2 separate regions of the Mus musculus genome follow, and region 2 is linked to region 1. Evidence: chromatin contacts called from public HiChIP or PLAC-seq data. All regions are on one chromosome and are shown on one strand. The core of a region is the stretch at or near the end of the contact, and the rest is flanking DNA. Distances in the headings are between cores, read along the strand shown.

Evidence for each region. HiChIP or PLAC-seq counts read pairs in DNA pulled down with a chosen protein or histone mark.
Region 2: an H3K27ac HiChIP or PLAC-seq map of embryonic stem cells shows a contact between it and region 1, with 3 times the contacts expected there. The contact joins two enhancer-like sites. A contact is called at or near these places in 3 of 39 promoter capture datasets (the C10 cell line, liver and pre-B cells), 3 of 115 datasets of contacts at active chromatin or transcription factors (embryonic stem cells and trophoblast stem cells) and 1 of 9 other capture datasets (embryonic stem cells).

Annotation. Positions count from the first base shown.
Region 1 is chr15:35,616,993-35,623,830 of GRCm38.p6, forward strand. Vps13b (vacuolar protein sorting 13B) reads left to right here. Exons shown (of 62, transcript NM_177151.4): 24 at 606-826; 25 at 6,610-6,813. Among named protein-coding and RNA genes, the nearest start is that of Mir599, 41 kb to the right of the region's middle. Within about 2 kb of position 2,194, at least 4 of the 459 cell types and tissues checked have an H3K27ac peak or open chromatin away from gene starts, as enhancers often do. A contact at or near this core is called in embryonic stem cells, where this site is marked.
Region 2 is chr15:36,123,422-36,131,017 of GRCm38.p6, forward strand. All of the region lies in intron 2 of Rgs22 (regulator of G-protein signalling 22), which reads right to left. Among named protein-coding and RNA genes, the nearest start is that of Rgs22, 13 kb to the right of the region's middle. Within about 2 kb of position 3,665, at least 35 of the 459 cell types and tissues checked have an H3K27ac peak or open chromatin away from gene starts, as enhancers often do. A contact at or near this core is called in embryonic stem cells, where this site is marked.

The DNA of each region.
Region 1 (6,838 bases), core at 944-3,443:
TCTACTTTACCTATAATACAGTATAAAATTCTAAGATGTTATATAGTCTATGCTTCTACTTATAAATACATTGCACATTAGATAAATTACTAGAACAGTAAAAGAAATATTTTTCTTTCAGTTATGATATTTATGAATGCTAAATTTTTAGTCAAGCCTGCATCCTTTAAAATATATCTCATGTGCTTTGAGAGCCACACAAGGAATATGTAGAAATATGCCTGATTTCCATCCACAGAATTTCTGACTAAGTACTTCTAACATAGCACCAGAAGCCTGATTCATTAGCATGCTCCATCACCATTAATTCTGGTGTGAGTTGCCACCACACAAAAACATCCATATTATTCTCCTCTCTCATTTCATAGCCAGGTTTCTTCTTATGCTTACAATGTATGAAAAGTATAGAAGTATATTATAGTAACTACAAATACTAAAGTTAAATTATTTAAGTAGCATGTAAATCATTTACTACCTTAGTCTCTGAGATCCTACCTTTGTTATGTTGTGCTATATTTCAGATTGAAATTTTAAATAATTTTTTATTTGTATTCATTAATTGTGTAATTTTGTTGGTCTCATTTTTCTGTTTTGTTCCCTTATAGGTGATGCATTTCCTTGGACCATAAGCTTGCATCATTTCAGCATATATACCCTTCTTGGAAAGCAAGTGACTCTTTCCCTTGTGGAGCCTATGGGATGTACCTCTACTCTAGCAGTCACATCTCAAAAGCTGCTTCCTGTGGGACCCGATGGAAGGCATTCATTTGTTGTCTGTCTTCATGTTGACTTAGAGTCATTAGAGATAAAATGCTCTAATCCCCAGGTTGGTACACTTCATTCTAAATGCTAAATTTTTTTTAATGTTTATTTGTTTTATTAAAAGACTTCTCTTCCTTTAAATACCCTACCTTTTTGTCCTTAAACCTTGCCATCAACATTGCGATGATTAGATGAAGAATGGCTTTAAAATTCTATCAAGTTTTATAGTAAGAATTGTATTGATGAATATATAAATTCATCTTTTGGCTGGTGGAATAAAATCAGTTATAGATGTGCTGGTTTGAAATTCTGAGGAACTATTTCTTTTATTGTTGGGCTGGAGGATGTACTTAAGTGACCAAATATAATTTTTAATCAGATTCTCAGAGCCCCCTTTCAAATCTTGCTCATTTACACCTAAAGAGAACACTTATTAAAAGTTGCCACTTCCATAACATTTCAGCTGTGATATGCCAGTCACGTTGTATTCTGCCTCATTACAATTACTATGAATTCATATCACCTGGTTTTGTGTACATCATTAATTATCATAAAATTTACATTTTTAACTTCAAATATACTATTGTATATTTTCCACATAGTCAATGTTGAATCCTATTTTAAAAATAATCTCCTGTAGCATATTATTGAATCTGATCGGCCAATGGTCATAAATTCATAGTACATATATCTATTCCAGCTTTAATAGTTATCAACCAGGCCAGATTTTGAAGTATTTAAAAAAATTAATTTCCACTATCATTCCATATTATAGAAGTTCCTTTCCAGTACAATGCAGCTCTCCCCACCTGCCTCTTTTTAAACATTCACCCATCCATCCATACATGATCTATCTATCTATCTATCTATCTATCTATCTATCTATCTATCTATTTATCTATCAACCATCTGTCTATTTATCATCATCTATCTATCTATCATCTGTCTATTTATTGAGGTGTTTATAGGAGTTATTTCTGTCCTTTAAGCATGTGGGTATTGAAAATGAAATTCAGGTTATCGGTCTTGGTTGCAAGTTTCTTTATGCACAAAATCATGCTGTGGATACTCTCTCTACTTCTTTCTGTTATATGCTATATAATTTGGTTTCATAGTGTTGTTTTTTACCACGCTAGTTGGCTGCGTGAACCTGGGAGAGCAGGGACTAAAAATGAGGCTGACTACTACAGTATCATGCAGCAGCCAAGTTTATTCAGAGCATCAGGCAGTTTATACTCTGAGGGTTAAGAAGAGTCACCGGAGTAAAGTGTGTAATCACAAGGACAAGACACACATGGCAAAAACATGTTTTCTTACAGAGGCATATAAACAAAAAACAACTGAAATAGACTCCCCTATACCTGGGAGGATCAGGCAAACACATTCCAAGAATTCCAAGAATGTCTGTGTTTTTTTGATGAAACTGAGGTCAAAAGACTCATGTTAAAACAAGCACTCAGAACTCCCCTCCATGACTCCATGCTTGGACTGTGTTCCAGCAGTGCTATAGAGAATTCTGACCATCTCTTAGGTTGCTATTAGAATGCTAGTGCTATTGGCTGCTTTAAAATCCTTGTAAGAGTAAAAGAAACTGTTAAATTATGTCCCTTGGGGCAGGGTGGAGTGGGATGTTGTCCTATCCCTCTTTATCTTTGAATGTGATCTTGCATCTAGTAAAAGTGTCCAGAGGAGAAAAAAGAAGCCGTTAGAATGAGCACTAATTAAGTCCACTTAAAAAGCAAGGTTTGAGGCCAGGCGTGGTGGCGCACGCCTTTAATCCCAGCACTTGGGAGGCAGAGGCAGGTGGATTTCTGAGTTCGAGGCCAACCTGGTCTACAGAGCGAGTTCCAGGACAGCCAGGGCTACACAGAGAAACCCTGTCTTGAAAAACCAAAAAAAAAAAAAAAAAACCAAAAAACAAAAAAAAAAACAAACCAAGAGAGGTTTGGATACAGATACCTATATATAGGCAGACAGTAATGTGAGGGTCTGTGGAACAAGTGCTGTGCGTTTGTGGGAGCAGAACTTTGAAAGTGCAGATACAGACCTTACGACACTCAGGTCTCAGATTCTACTCTGTCTCAGATGGTATATTACAGTGCTGATACAATGATTTATTCATATGTGACACAAACATTTCTTTTTTGTCTTAAGGCACCATTGATGGCACCTGGTTCCTTAAGTTCTACAAAATAGAACAGGAAAGAACAGATTCAGCTTTTCTCAAAGAGTTTCCTGGCTTTCCATCACCATGACAATAGTCTAGATAAGACAAAATAAAATACAACAATTTTTAAAAGTGATGATGCTTGGCTTGACCTAAGAGTAAGAGCCTGGTACTGTGTCACTTCTCAAACTCTGGAATTAATTCCTTTTCTCTTCCTAAACAGGGAACTGTCTTCTTATTACTCTTTTCTTGTTGCTCAGAGTTTGTACATAGCTGACTTGGGCAACTCTTTCTTTCTTCTCTGTACCCTACCTACTCCTTTTATAAAATCAGGCATTTTTGTCCTCAGCTGGTTCCTTGATCTTTATATAGACAGATTAGGTGTTAGATAAAGTCATGAGCGTGAGTGTCCATTTCCTGTTCTAGAACACAGTAGACATCCATTTCCTATTCTTGATCTGAGTGGGTATCCATTTCATGTACTAGATCCCAATAGGTATCTGTTTCATGGGCTAGATTCTTGTTGAGTACTAATTGCTTATTCTAGATCTAAGACGGTATCCATTTCATACTCTAAATCTCAGAGATAAGCTTCCTCTTTGGGTCCATCATTAATGATACGATTTTCTTCATTTCTGAATATTTAAGGAATTAAAAATATATATTTTGAATATTTAAGGAATTAAAAAAATTTATTTAGCCAGTATGCCATACTCAGATTGCCGTGGCTATTCAGTTGTCTCCACACAAAGCTCATTGAATGGTGCTAAATATATGCTTATTTTTTATTTCTTTCATAATCTAGTTTTACTGAAGTATACTTAGTGTACAATAAACTGTGTGTTTAAGTTACCCAGTTTGAATAAGGTTGGGATATATACTCATTAAATCATCATAGAAACTGTCCTAAAAGTTATAGTCTTTGGAAACCCCATAGTGTAGATGGAATTCTACAGTTGTGTTTTTTGTTTAACTTCCTTCATGCTACACAGCCATTTTTAGATTAGTTCATGTCTTACATATGTTCTCTTATTATTACTAACATTTAGCTATATAATTGACCTTCATTTGTTCAGTGTTTGTTGTTAAACATTTAGGACTTTTCCAGATGTACAGTATGCTGTAAATATTTCTGTTTATGTTTCTGCAGACATAAGCTTTTTTTTTTTATTTTATTTTTTTTATTTAGGGAAACTACTTTAATTGGCTGGATAAGGAGATATATATATATATATTCAAAACTACCAAACTCGTTTTAAATCTTCTGTTCTTACCAGCAGAAAATGAGAGTTTCAGTTACTCTATGGGATATTTAGAATAGTTGTACTTCTTAGTTATACACATTTTAATTATACACATTTTAATTTTATGATTTTTAATCCTCAGTGTTTCAGCTGAACTCCAACTGAAAACTGATGTAGCCTCTGCATGCTTCCTTTGTTTGAGAGCTGTGTGTTCTTTGAAACTAGAATTATAGTTGAGGTTTATGCCATTGCTTGCTTGCCACATTAAACACATGTGATGTTACATCTTTTTAAGAACAATAGTGGAAGGAATCAGAAGTAGTGACAATAAAAGCAGTATTGTGCCTCTGAAGTAAATAACACTAAACCCTTGGGAGTAGAACTTACTTCCTGTGGTTAATGTTGCTCTTATTAGACAGCTCTTTCATTTCATTTAGGAAAAAGAGAAACAATCATTCAGAAGGACTTGGGTTCCAACACTTCCTTTTAAGAGAAAAATCTTAATTATGAAATAGAAAATGACTTTAATAGTTTTTCTATAAAGTTCTTTTTTTTTCATTTTTTTGGTAGAATCTGTAGTCATTAGTTCATTTTAAAACTACAGATATCCATGACTCGAGATTTGAGGCTTCAGTACACAAAAAGTAGAAAACTAGAGCATGTAGAGGTTACATCAAGGAAGTGTCTCTGTACATTTGATTGACAACAGTGTATCTCCATCTGAGTGACAACAGTGTCTCTTTACATCTGTTTTGCCCATGTGAGAGGCTAGCCTCATCATCTGGGTGTGTCCTAGCGCTGAAACTCTTTATAAATAGGAGAATTTCGCTTTTTTAAAAATCACAATCGAAGTATGGTATCCAGCCGTGGGTTTGCTTATATGTTATGTTTGCCTTCCCCCCTAGGCTTGTTTTATACAGTATATGCCAATATGTTCTCATACACACTCCATGATTAATGCTTATTTATGAAATCTTGTATAAATATCTTAGAACTCAGTCAAACAATTTGCAAGTTAAATGGTTTTTCTCTCAATATTGGGATAACATATCCCATGGGAAGTAGGTTGGAGATATTTTCTATCTCTAGAAGTCTCATAAGGTAATGATTTTCTTTTTCTACTCTCTGTTATATCGTTCTTTTCACTTGCCTCAAAAGAAATCCCATGTCATTTTTATCTCAGAAAAATAGAGAAGATTTAGTTTTGGAAATTATATAAGGAAGGGTGATAGATGCTTTATAGTGCATAAAGTAACCACACTTCCCAGGGTGTGTATTTGCTTTCTGCTTTCACCAGTTCTCTGTGTAAGAGGCATTTGTATTTGTTCCTGATCATTCTTAAAGGGAATCTACTTCTCAATAGTGAACACTGCTCGTTAGACTACATCCATCTGCAGAAATGCTTACTCACCATAAAACAGCACAGTGGAAGTTTGTGGCTGCTGTAAATCATGTAAACTCCATGATGGTTTTTGGTCGTTAGTTATTTTGTAGACTTTTACATTTTGAACTTGTCAGTTTTCTTTTTTTTTTTAATATTTTTTATTACATATTTTCCTCAATTACATTTCCAATGCTATCCCAAAAGTCCCCCATACTCCTCCCCCCCCCACTTCCCTACCCACCCATTCCCATTTTTTTGGCCCTGATGTTCCCCCTGTACTGGGGCATATACAGTTTGCATGTCCAATGGGCCCCTCTTTCCAGTGATGGCCGACTAGGCCACCTTTTGATACATATGCAGCTAGAGTCAAGAGCTCCGGGGTACTGGTTAGTTCATAATGTTGTTCCACCTATAGGGTTGCAGATCCCTTTAGCTCCTTGGGTACTTTCTCTAGCTCCTCCATTGGGAGCCCTGTGATCCATCCAATAGCTGTGTGAACATCCACTTCTGTGTTTGCTAGGCCCCGGCATAGTCTCACAAGAGACAGCTACATTTGGGTCCTTTCAACAAAATCTTGCTAGTGTATGCAATGGTGTCAGCGTTTGGAAGCTGATTATGGGGTGGATCCCTGGATATGGCAGTCTCTACATGGTCCATCCTTTCATCTCAGCTCCAAACTTTGTCTCTGTAACTCCTTCCATGGGTGTTTTGTTCCCAATTCTAAGGAGGGGCATAGTGTCCACACTTCAGTCTTCATTCTTCTTGAGTTTCATGTGTTTAGCAAATTGTATCTTATATCTTGGGTATCCTAGGTTTTGGGCTAATATCCACTTATCAGTGAGTACATATTGTGTGAGTTCCTTTGTGAATGTGTTACCTCACTCAGGATGATGCCCTCCAGGTCCATCCATTTGGCTAGGAATTTCATAAATTCATTCTTTTTAATAGCTGAGTAGTACTCCATTGTGTCAGTTTTTTTATGTCTTGCATTTTAGTAGTTGTGAATAGAATTTGAAAACATGATTCTTCCCCCTACTCTCCCTTTCTCTCAGGTCCAGCTCATTTATGAATTGGCTGATACGATGAGTAAAGTCTGGAGTAAAATTCAGAAGAGAGGCAATCTTAGTCCATCTTCAGTCTACCCAGAGACAGTGGCAGGGCCTATCCCTGGTTCTCCAGTTTGGAGCAGCGTAGGTACAGCTCCACCAGACACCAGCACATGCAGCCCATCTGCTGACATAGGAACTACTACTGAGGTAAGTGGTTCTGAAGATCTCTGTT
Region 2 (7,596 bases), core at 2,415-4,914, 510 kb after region 1:
CTCTATTAGTCAGTGTTTCCATTGTGTCAAGAGCACATCAGGGCACACTCAGCTCAACAGTACATGTGGTTATTTTATTATTCATAATTATATTTCAATTTTGCAAATCTAACACGAAGGTTGAAACATGACACAATGCTATTATTTCCATATGGCTGATAATTTTCTTTTTATTACTAGCCAATTTTTAAAAATTAGTGAAGTAGTGGCTGGAGAGATAGCTCAGTTGGTAAAGGGCTTGCTGGGCAAGCATTCCTCAGATTTGACTTCATTCCCCAGCACTCACACAGGAAGCTGGGTGTGGTAGTGTGCACTTGTAAAACCAAGTCTGGGGACAGAGATGGGCTCGCCAGCCAGCCCACTGAGCCTAATCAGCAAAGAGATCTGCCCAAGGAGGAGGAGAGGAGGAGGGGAAGAGAGGAAGGAGGGGAAGAAGAAGAAGAAGAAGAAGAAGAAGAAGAAGAAGAAGAAGAAGAAGAAGAAGAAGAAGAAGAAGAAGAAGAAGGGGGAAGAAGAAGAAGGGGGAAGAAGAAGAAGGGGGAAGAAGAAGAAGAAGAAGAAGAAGAAGAAGAAGAAGAAGAAGAAGAAGAAGAAGAAGAAGAAGAAGAAGAAGAAGAAGAAGAGGAGGAGGAGGAGGAGGAGGAGGAGGAGGAGGAGGAGGAGGAGGAGGAGGAGGAGGAGGAGGAGGAGGAGGAGGAGGATTTGTTTTGGTAACTTTAGGTAACTGCAGAGTCTGAAGAAAATTATAAATAGCTCTAGCTTCAAGATTCAAGATGCATATCAAGAAATATGTTAGAAATCTCAACTAATCAACACAGGGTTTAGTCTGCTAAGGCTCTGTATTGGTTGGTTTTGTGTGTCAACTTGTCACAAGCTGGAGTTATCACAGAGAAAGGAGCCTCCCTTGAGGAAATGCCTCCATGAGATCCAGCTGTAAGACATTTTCTCAATTACTGATCAAGAGGGGAGGGCCCATTGTGGGTGGTGCCATCCCTAGGCTGGTAGTCTTGGGTTCTATAAGGTGAGCCAGGGGAAGCAAGCCAGTAAGGAACATCCCTCCATGGCCTCTGTATCAGCTCCTGCTTCCTGACCTGCTTGAGTTCCAGTCCTGACTTCCTTTGGTGATGAATAGCAACTTGGAAGTGTAAGCTGAATTGAATAAACCCTTTCCTCCCCAACTTGCTTCTTGGTCTTGATGTTAGTGCAGGAATAGAAACCCTGACTATGACAGACCCCAAGTGATTAAAACAGACAAGCCATGGGGTCACACATGCATCACCTCCCTAGCCCTGCTGCTTACTGGCTTGTTTCCCATGGCTTGCTCAGCCTGCTCTCTTATAGCACCCACCAGCAGCAGATCGACCCCCAGCCCAGGGATGGCCCACAAACAGTTAGCTGGGCCCTCCCTCATCAATCATCAGTGGGGCCATGTCCTGCAGGCTAGCTTACAGGCCAGTCTGATGCTGGTATCTTCCCAATTGAGGTTGCTTCTCCTGAGATAACTCTAGCTATGTCAAGCTGACAAAATGCTAGCCAGAAAAACAACAATTCAGATTATCATGCTTCTGAACTTATTCAGTAAAGTATCAAGTTAACTCTTAGTAAACACACCCTAACTCAATCAATAATCTTTAGTGTCACTCAGGTAGAAGGCATTTGTGTTACAATCAGAGTAGCCAAACCTGGGTGGAATTGGTAAATCCAAAATGAAATGATACTTTAAAACAACTATGTCTTTCAGATTAAATCTATTTTATTAAATTCTGTAAGTAATCTTTAAAGTAACAAAATTTTATAATACTAAGCCACAGGATCATGAATCCATGAATGGGAAAGTGTATATTTTATATTAATTTTACAAATTAATAAAACTATATTATATAAATAAATATAATAACAGCCGTAGGGTATACAATTTCTTACTTTTTAAAAATATGCATTTCATTTGTATGGTTAGCTGATTTAAACTTAGCTTTATGCATTGAGTAGACCCCTGGTGAACCAGCAGCTCTTAGATAATCCTCAGACTCACAAATTCACTCCAGCTCAGTGGTTCTCAGCCTTCCTAATGCTACAGCCCTTCAATGCAGTTTCTCAGGGTGTGCTGACCCCACTGATGCTGCAACCCTTCAATGCAGTTTCTCAGGGTGTGCTGACCCCCACCTTAAAATTACTTTTGTTGCTATTTCATAACTGAGGTGACCCTCAACCTTTTTTGTTGCTGTTTCATAACTGAATTTTGCTACTGTTAACAAGCTGTAATATGAATATCTTTTTCCCAATGGTCTTAAGGGACCCCTATAAATGGGTTATTCAACCCCCAAAGGGGTCTTGGGCCACAGGTTGAGAACCACTGCCCTAAGTGCTTCCAGTTCAGAGTCTGTCACAGTGTGTGATAAAACACCTGCTTTGTTTTCGTTTTCATATTCCATTTCAGACATGAACTTTTCCTGAAATTCACGATGAGTGAGTTGGTATCTTCCAAATACCCAGCAATCTGTTGATGATTAAAGGAAAGAAAACAAAGATCATCCAGTGCGGTCTCAGCTCTCGTTGGTAAACTCTCCAGTTATAAACATGTCTACAAGTTGACATAACATTCCTAAGTGTCTCCTCTTGGATGCTGAGCAGCTCTTGTTGGGGACTGAGTATCTGGGGGACACTGGTGTCCCGCCTTTACTCCATGGTGAAGAGGTACTGTGGCACAGAGACAGTCATAGAAATTTAAAAGAATTATTTAAATGCATCAAATCAGCATTTCTTTCCGGAAGCTGTATCTTGCTTGCATTGCTATTGAGTACTGTTGATTTGGAGCAGCCATGACATGTGCATGGCTGCTCTGGCCTCTCAGCAGGAAATGAGTTCACTTCCCACCACATTAACCCGGTCACTGTGTAAACCAGAGAAGCTAGGCAAGTGCTGCATGTGCGTGCATGTTTTCCTGGGATTGAACACAGAATCTTGTGCTGGGAGGAAGAATTCTTCCACGAAGTTGTGTCTCTGGCCCTAAACCAATGAAGACCCAAAAGCTATTTACTTCCAGAGCCCTTGAATTATGTAAGGAAAAAAAAAAAAAAAAAAAAAGAAAAAACCTAGTCTTTAATCTGGTTTAGTAGCTTCTGCTTTTCTCATTAAATTTCCACAATCCAATTATTTGGAAATTTTTAAATTAATTAAATTTCCTAATTCAGGTCGTTATCTTCCAAATCTGTTGATCGTTAAAGGAACAACAACAACAACAATTGAATTCTGTTTCACCATTGCGTCATCCACAGATGCATCCACTGGTGCAACCTCAGCGCCCTGATGATGGAAGGGAGGGCCTCCGTTAGCGCTCACTACTCTTGAAACCTGGCTTCCAGCTTTCTACAGACTTGCCTCCAGTGAGAGTTCAGTCAGCCGGTTCACCTTCAGTGTAGACGTCTCAGTTTCTCACAGGAGTGGAGTAGGTAGTCTGCGCATGCGTGCCAGCGAGGGCAGCGTTGGTGGCGGCGGCTGCAGCTGCTGCTGCTGCTGCTGGAAGCCATCAATCAATTGGGTTGCTTTCTCGAAGCAGCACTCAACACAACTCTTTCTGGTTTTGCGTAGTGTGTAGGTCAGAGGACAGCTTTTACCCTCAGGCGTTAGTTCTAGTGTGGGTTCTGAAAAGGTCAGCTCAGGAACTTTGGGAAGGTCATGAAACACTTGCCCTCCGGAGGGGAGAGGCCAATTAACATGCCTCAGACCACAGGGCAGGAACTGACCTGAGGGTGGGGACACATTCCACAGGACGAACTGTTGCTCACCTTGACTAGGGTAAGCCCTTGTCACCTCTTTCCCTAAAGACCAATCAGCTTAAAGGGTGCACTGTTCTGTCAATCATATTGCGCCTAGTTGTTGATGCTCTGCTCTGCCCTTGGAAACCATATAAAAACTCGCTGAACTGGTGCTGGGGGTCGCCGCCTCTCCTTCAGCTCTGGGATGACCCCAGTGCACTGGAACAATAAATTCCTCTTGCTTTTTGCATTGATCCTGGCTCCACGTGGTTCACTCAGGGGATCCCTGGTAAACTAAGGCTCCCCAGAGTCTTACAGTTCTAGGGATCAAATGCATGTTGTCAAGTCTTAGAGGCAAGCCCCTGCTGAGCATCTCACTGGTCCTCAGTACAATTCCTTCCTCCCCACTATTATTTAACTCTAATCTCACATCTCAGCCAGTAGATTTTAATCTATCAAACCCTGACACCCAAGACTCTCTCCCTGTATAAAAGTCCTTCCAATTCTAATTTAAAAGAGATTGTGGTTCTCATTTTCTCCCCTTGTCCACATGGGGGATGTGGTAGTGTCTCTAAATCTTTTTTTTTTTTTTAAGGGACAACATTGAATTTCGGATGGCTTTACATTTTCAGTCCATTATCATCGTGACAGGATACATCTCAGCATCCAGGCAGGCATGTTGCTAGAGACAGAGCTGAGATTTCTACATCTTGTTCAAAATCCAGCCAGGAGAAGACATCTTCTAGGGAGCTAGGAGGAGGGTCTCCAAGCACACGCCTACAATGACTCATTTCCTCCAACAAGGCCACACCTACTCCATAAGGCTGTACCTGCTAAAAGTGACACTCCCTGTGACAAGCATATTCAAACTACCACATTTCACTCCCTGGTCACAATAGGATTGGCCAAACACATGAGACTATGGGAGCCATACCTATCCATAGCATAATGCAAAATAGTGTCTCTAAAACTTAACTGCACAATTAACACACTTGTAACTGCTCTTTCTGTTTCCCTGGAAAAGTTAGTGTCTGTTTGCTTTTTATTGCTGTGATAAAATGCTGATCACAACCAGCTTCGGAAGGAAAGGTTTTATTTCAGCTTACAGCTCCCAGGCCCATCATGGAGGGCAGTCAGGGCAGGGACTCCAGCCAGGAGCCTAGGAGGTAAGAGCTGAAGCAAAGGCTGGAGACGAATACTGCTGACTGGCTTGCTCCTCCTGGCCTGCTCAATTTGCTTTGTCATCCACTCCAGAACCACCTGCACCCAGGGACACCACCCACACTGGGCTAGGCCCTTCCACAACAGTTATTGATGAGGAAACTACCTCACAGCCATGCCTACAGGCTAATCTGATGTGGACACTTCTCAACCAAGGCTCCCTCTTCCCAGATGACTTCAGCTTGTGTCAAATTGGCAAAACTAAGAAAAAACTAAGCAGCACAGTTCTCTCTCCAGCCACAAGGGGCGCTACCTTCAGAACTTGTGACTGATAGCATGTGTCCGCGGCACACACTACAGCCATTGGCTACCTTGTTTATGGAACATCTAACAGTTTCTGCAGTTTCAAAAAGGATTAGAAAATTAGAAAATTGGCCTCCACTGGGATAAATTAGCTTTCTGGGATCTGCCTCAGTTTCCCCTAGTGCTCTGGCTCCTAACTGTACAGGCTCCAGGGAAGGAGGAATGAAGGGAGATGGGACCCGAGATTCCTGCATCTAACCAGTTGCTCTGCTCCAACCCCCACCCCCACCCCCACCCCGCACCCCCACTCCCCACCCCCATGGTTTGCACGTGAGGATACCTGTTACCAAGCTGAGCATGTTTGGAGTTGCTCAGCCACCATGTTCCATTGTAAAATAAACACAGTGATTAGTCAGGAAATCACATAGTCATCTTCCCGGAGACAGAGTTATTGGGTTTTGATACATTGCTTTTAGATAGAGATGATATTTTTATACTTAAGAAATCTCCTTGTTTACTATTATGACATTCAAGCTATAAAGATAACAGAATGAATCTGAGAAAGCTAAGTCTTAGTTGAGAACAAACACCAATTTTCATAATTAAATGCTATAAATACTGTTTGGAGCTAAAGTCCCTTTTTACGTGTACATTTTTTAGGACTTCCTACATATAATGCCTTTTTACATCATTTCTAATTTCCTTCTACCTACTGAGTCCGTTTGTGTTGCTCATATATATGTGCTTAGGGTTGGCCATTTGGGACTGGATAACCTACCAGGGCCTTATCCCTGGAGGAGACTGACCCTCTCTTCCCTGCCTCTCAGCAGTCACTGATTGCTTGTACCTCTTCATCTAGGCACCTTGTGACATCCCCCTCCACCCCCCCCACCCCCGTTCATGTTGGCATGTCAGCTGGTTGTCATTATGCAGGTCTCAGTTAGGCCACCATATTGTTGAGACTGGGTTTTCCTATTACAGACAAACTACTTTTAAGGTACACAAGAAGAAAGTAATTAGGATTTAAAACTTGGGTACTCAAATCTTTAATGCACTGTTCTATTGGTAAAAAATAACAGGAGTAAGTGGACTCGTATATATTGCATGTAATAAATCCCAGTGTGTCATAAGATGATCTGAACTCATGCCTTTTGAATCATTTACATAAATAAAAAGCATACTCCACTAAGAACATAAAAATATATTAACATTTTGTACCAAAGCTCAAGCAAACACATAGAGATAAGCCAGGCATGGGGCCACATACCTATACTGTAACCAACCAAACACATAGAGATGCTGAGCCAAGCACAGGGCACACACCTATACTGTAACCTCAGCATGTGGCGTCAAGAGCTAGAGGAAGGAGCTCGAGGGCATCCTCACTGACAGAGTCAGAGGCCAGCCTAGACTACCTGATGCGCCAACTCAAAAAGTAAATAAATAAATGAAAATGGTCCACTGAACCAAACTCATCACCTAAGTGACACGCTCTATACACTGTGTTTGGGGACATAAAGGTATGCTGAGACATGTCTGGCCTACAGATTTTTAAGAAAGTTCAACTTTTTTTTTTATGTGTTGTAACTTTTTTTCCCATTTTTTATTAGGTATTTAGCTCATTTACATTTCCAATGCTATACCAAAAGTCCCCCATACCCACCCCCCCACTCCCCTACCCACCCACTCCCCCTTTTTGGCCCTGGCGTTCCCCTGTACTGGGGCATATAAAGTTTGCAAGTCCAATGGGCCTCTCTTTGCAGTGATGACCGACTAGGCCATCTTTTGATACATATGCAGCTAGAGACAAGAGCTCCGGGGTACTGCTTAGTTCATATTGTTGTTCCACCTATAGGGTTGCAGTTCCCTTTAGTTCCTTGGGTGCTTTCTCTAGTTCCTCCATTGGGGGCCGTGTGACCCATTCAATAGCTGACTGTGAGCATCCACTTCTGTGTTTGCTAGGCCCTGGCATAGTCTCACAAGAGACAGCTGTATCTGGGTCCTTTCAGCAAAATCTTGCTAGTGTATGCAATGGTGTCAGCGTTTGGAAGCTGATCATGGGATGGATCTCTGGATATGGCAATCACTAGATGGTCCATCCTTTCGTCACACTTCCAAATTTTGTCTCTGTAACTCCTTCCATGGGTGTTTTGTTTCCTATTCTAAGAAGGGGCAGTGTCCACACTTTGGTCTTCGTTCTCTTGAGTTTAATGTGTTTAGCAAATTGGATCTTATATCTTCTGTATCCTAAGTTTCTGGGCTAATATCCACTTACCAGTGAGTACATATTGTAAGAGTTCCTTTGTGATTGGGTTACCTCACTCAGGATGATGCCCTCCAGGTCCATCCATTTGGCTAGGAATTTCATAAATTCATT